Regions from separate parts of the Gossypium hirsutum genome. Here region 1 is linked to region 2. Evidence: chromatin contacts called from public Hi-C data. All regions are on one chromosome and are shown on one strand. The core of a region is the stretch at or near the end of the contact, and the rest is flanking DNA. Distances in the headings are between cores, read along the strand shown. Region 1 holds the start of LOC107923984 (phospholipase A1-Igamma1, chloroplastic). Region 2 holds the start of LOC107924030 (guanylate-binding protein 5).

The links. Hi-C and Micro-C count contacts between places; a contact is called where the count stands out from the background.
Region 1: a contact with region 2 is called in a Hi-C map of leaf, with 2.1 times the contacts expected there. The contact joins the promoter of LOC107923984 here to the promoter of LOC107924030 in region 2. A contact is called at or near these places in 2 of 34 Hi-C or Micro-C datasets (both in leaf).

The regions. Positions count from the first base shown.
Region 1 is chrA11:14,879,703-14,882,402 of Gossypium_hirsutum_v2.1, forward strand. LOC107923984 (phospholipase A1-Igamma1, chloroplastic) reads left to right here and starts at 1,291. Exons shown (of 2, transcript XM_016854217.2): 1 at 1,291-2,700. The coding sequence starts at 1,513.
Region 2 is chrA11:14,584,711-14,587,410 of Gossypium_hirsutum_v2.1, forward strand. It overlaps LOC107924030 (guanylate-binding protein 5), which reads left to right and starts at 1,375. Exons shown (of 18, transcript XM_016854285.2): 1 at 1,375-1,585; 2 at 1,695-1,849. The coding sequence starts at 1,761.

The sequences.
Region 1 (2,700 bases), core at 41-2,540, 290 kb after region 2:
GACATTAAAATAATTTAAAATTTTAATAAAAATATAAATTACAGTTCAATTATTATATGCATCAACCACTTTGAATCTTATTTTTCCTCAATCGTCCTGTCATTATCGATCTTTGATAAATAAGTCCAAGTCATTATGTACGCTTAGTTATTTAGTATATTGTTCAAGTTGAAAGAAAATTAGATTGGTCAGAATAGTTGAAAATTGAAAAAATATAGTTAATTGGTAAAAGAAAAAATTGAATAAAATGGGTAAAAGGTCTGTTTTAGATTTTCTTTCCAGCAATGAGATTTACTCTCTTTTTTTTTTGGTTTAATACTTAATATTATATTAATTTTTTTATTAAACTGACTTTAAATTTTAAACAAGGAAAAGAAAAAGGTGTTGGTGATATTTAAAAAGTGATTATAAATTTTATAGTGATATATAGTTGCGTTAAATTTAATAATGTATATACATAGCATTGTATTGAATTATATATGTTTACACTGCAACTTGCAAGAATATGTGTTCAATTTCTTACTCTTTATATACTTGTTTACATATATCTATCTTTAACTTATACATAATCTATTTTATAAGTACGGGCTAGAAGCACCCAGAAATAAAAAAGCACTACTCAATATCGATTTGAATTAGCCCATCCTCAATGGTAGGTAGAATTTGTATACAAAATTTAGAGTATATTTGTACTGTAGGGAGTAATTGAATAAAAATTTAATTATTAGAGTAATAATTATACTTTGTTTTAGTTATAAAGAATTGTAATTCTTCAAATGTGTTTTAATAACAAAGTGTAATTATATTGTAATTTCCTATGTCATGTTTGGTAGTACACATTGTAATTACATTGTTGATTTGGGGAAGACTAAAAATTTCACTTGAGGCTCGACCCATTTAAAAAACGGGTCTTATTTTCTTTTTCAAGTTCACTTTTTAGACTTATATATTTTTATTCAAATCTTCTCGCTTTTAGAACAAGTCTTTGAACTTGAGTGAATAACTTAAACTATGAATATGTTTAGGTTTAGGTACAACTATGAGGTTTGTAGTTAATATTTTAATTCAATTAAAATTTTATAAAAATATTATTCTGTAATTAAATTAAATTATTTGAGAATATTTTAATTTTTTTATTTAAAAAACTGATGTTCATTAAGTGCTTTATACCTAAAACAAAATTTGAAGTTTACTTGTCATGGATGAGGCCAATTCACGGACGAAAGATTTACGCGTTGGGAGGGCGGTCCCTGGAAGGGTGTTCCGTGCTAGACTAAATGAAAAATTTTCCTGAAAGGGAGTTCCGTCCTTTCTCAAAGAAAATACAAATACAGAAATGGTTGAAGGTATCACATGATATATTTATTTGCATGAAACTTGATGATGCCGAGAACTTTCTTGAAACCTAAAACTAGTTAAAGTTCACCAACACCATTGACCAAAATAGTTAAAGCTCACCTCTATCCTACATATTAAAACCTCCCCCGTTTCATCCAAAGCTTGCTACCTTCAATGGCCATTTCTCTATCCAAAACCTTTCTTTCCATTGCTCATCAGGTTTTTCCGTCTGAAAAATGCCGTCCGGTGTCGTTTTCAGGCCGGGAACCTCAGCTTCAACGTACTACAAGTATGGGATTTGCCACAAGGTCGCTTAGGATGCCTAGGGTTTCGTCTAAAACAAGCGGCTCCTTGTTCTCTTCCATCGACGAACTCGACAAGGAAACACGAGAAGAAAGACGAGTGGCGGATGTATGGAGAGAAATCCATGGCGTGGATGACTGGGTTGGGATGTTAGATCCTATGGACCCTCTTCTACGGTCGGAGCTGATTCGATATGGCGAGATGGCACAAGCCTGTTACGATGCTTTCGATTTCGACCCATTTTCCAAATACTGTGGAAGTTGCAGGTTCACGCCCCGTCAGTTCTTTGACTCCCTAGCCATGGCGGACCATGGTTACGTGGTCTCCAGGTACATCTTCGCAACATCCAACATTAACCTTCCCAATTTTTTCAAGAAATCTCGGTGGCCCAAAGTGTGGAGCAAGAGTGCGAATTGGATAGGCTACGTCGCTGTTTCCAACGACGAAATATCCAAACGCTTAGGCCGTCGCGACATCGTCGTCGCTTGGAGGGGAACCGTGACCCGCCTGGAGTGGATTGCGGATTTAATGGATTTCCTCAAACCCATTTCTTCGAACAAAATCCCATGCCCCGATTCAACAGTAAAAGTAGAATCAGGCTTCCTCGATCTCTACACCGACAAAGATGTGAATTGCCGCTTCTGCAAGTTCTCAGCGAGGGAACAAATTTTAACCGAAGTGAAAAGGTTACTCGAAATCTACCAGCTTGAAGAGCTAAGCTTAACAATAACTGGTCACAGTTTAGGCAGTGCCTTGGCAATTCTCAGCGCATATGATATCGTGGAAACGGGTCTAAATGTGCTGCAAGATAGCAGAGCTGTCCCAGTGAGCGTGTTTTCCTTTTCGGGTCCTAGGGTAGGTAACGTGAGGTTCAAGGAACGGATGGAAGTGCTGGGAGTTAAAGTGTTGAGGGTGGTGAATGTGCATGACATAGTCCCTAAATCCCCAGGATTGTTCTTCAACGAAAACGTGCCACTATTGTTGATGAAGATGGCTGAGAGGTTGCCCTGGAGTTACTCTCATGTCGGAGTTGAACTGTCTTTGGATCATAAAAACTCG
Region 2 (2,700 bases), core at 125-2,624:
CCGAACAAAGTATGTAATAATTAGTGGTAAGTAAAATTCTAAGATTATGTATTATGTAATAATACTTTTTAAAAATTCATTTATAAAAATTTAATATATTATTAAATATTTAATTAGAATTAAAATTTATGTAAGTACTTACTAAATTTTGAAGAAGCTTAACATGTTTTTAAAATATAATGCGGAGATAATGCTTGGGAGGTAAATGTTTTGTTTAAACTAGATGGATCACATCTCATCATTAACAAGGTGTTTTGAATTGTGAATTGTGAATTGTGAAGACAAATGATGGATTTTGAGTGTCATGTATATTGATAAATAATTAATTGAAATAGAAAAATGGTGTTATAGGTGCTTGATGACTTGAAATCAAGTGAAAATGTTCAAGGTAAATATGGATAATTGTTATTTATTAAACTTAGTGCCTAAATAGGCATTCTTTACTCGAGTTATTAGTTTAACTTCAGTAAGAAATATTACAAAATAGTTATACAAATATTTTATTATTATTAAACAACGATTTAGGCTTAGAAGTCATGCTAATAAAACACTCAAACATTAGCTTCTGCTAATGCATTGACAATGCCTAAATATACTTAACGAAACAAATGGAATATTAAGTGTAATTGCTTACATAAAAAATCAACAAAATACTAAATGGTTCCCTCTATAGGTTCAAATCAACATTGAACACGATATAAGATAGAAGCCTACACTCATCGTGCTTACAATTAGTGTGTTGAAAGTGCTTGTCTTGTTTCATGGAGTTTTGAACCAAGAAAGAAGACCTAAAGCTGGAGAAAAAAAAAACCTGTCAGTTCAATTCAAACATAAATATATGGAGTTCGGGTGGACCTTAAACTGATCACTTATTATGTTACACTAGATTTTATTTTGGATTAATCATGGGCTTTTTATTCCAATTTAATTTCAACCCTTATATTTTTTTCCATTTAAAGTGACACTAATGAATTTTACGTGATGGTTTGATGGTCAATAATATTCATTGTCCTAAATGTAGCCTAAATTTGAGTCGCACTGATCGTATTAGTTGTTTAGGCTCTACCCTATCATTGTAGTTCTCCCTTAAAAAAAATGCACTAATATACCAACCTTCTTTTATTTCTACTATATATAAAACTAAGTACAACCGATTAAAAATTTTAAAATAATGTGTGTTCTTGTGATCATTTTGCGTGTGTTTTATATTGACAAACTCAGAATTGTTGAAAATTTTCAAATTGACTATGAAAAAAAAAAGAACAAAAAAACAAAAATCATATTACTTTTCATCATCCAATGGAATCTAGACAAGCTTAAAACTCTATATTTATAATTAAGTTCAACATAGCAATACAGTGAAAAACTCGACCCAATCAATGATAAATAAAGCAAAAAAAAAAGTGTGAATTTTGGAAACCAAAATTTTTTGTTTGTAAAAGAAAATAAAAGGCTCGGAAGATGAAAACGGTGGTAGGCTAACTTAGAGCTTCAACTTCCCAGATCTGTCTGGACCGCTTGACGCTAAGTTGAAAAAACCTACGAGATGTACATTTGTGTTAACCCACCAATAGAACCAAGCCAAGTAAACTTTTGACCTTCTATCCTTCTTAACCACAACATACCCTCACCATAATTTCAATTCTGCACTTGTGACTTCCTTTCCACTTTCTTCATTTTTTTTTGTAGTGCAGCAGAACTCTCTTGGCACGCACCTTCACCATTCTATCTGCATTTGAACAATAGGATCTTTGCTAATAATGGATATTTCTCACTGGGTCTTTGTTGTTTCGGTTCTTCTCCTCTTTTTGGCATCTGGATCTTTCTCAATCGACAATTTTCACCAACCGTAAGTTTTCTTTTCTTTTGTTATGTTTAAAATTTTATGATTTCTTGTTGAATCACTTTTTAGCTATTGGAGTAGTTATCAGTTGATTAAGATGTGATGGAGTTACCTTTTTGCATGTTTCTAAGACCTCGGCGGGAGAAATTGGTTTATTGGTGGTTACCGCCTCCACTTTTCTCTAACAAAAAATTTGAAGTTTTAACTTTTTCTTTTCTTGGATGCGTTCCTGATTTGGTTTAAGAAGCTTAACATGAACTCTGAATGATTGTATTATTTTATTATCTATGTGTAATATAAGTAGAATAATGTTATGAGAGGCACTTTGAAACTTGATGGCGTTAGCCCTTATTGGCAATTGAAGTTAAACGGAAAAAAGAAATCTTGTTAAAAAAAGTCACAGCCGGATTCAAATCTAACATACAATTTCTTAGTTAGGATAGATCATGGTGGTCGTTTTTTGATTCGAACTAATGGAAATTAGCTTGCTCTCTAGAAGAGGTTTCACAGTTCCTCAGTTGTCTTAGATCACTCGTTTCTGGTGCGTTCTATCTTATAATTAGTATTGACTTTATCTTCATCTCACTTGGTTTGAAGTTAGAACGTTATGTTGAGTCTTTGGTTTATGTGAAGACCACCCAAACTTTTTTTAATGTTTCTCTGCTATATACTTCAAGCCTAAGGTTTATATATAAAGGCACAGTTTATTTTTGAGAGCAAAGCAAGTTTTATAGATCGTACGGTCTGTGACATCATACATGTGCACCAAAAGAAGCAAAGGTACAGGATAAGGATCCATATAACCATGCTTGGGTTGCATCATATCTAGATTATATGCGTTGTTGCTTTAAAACTGG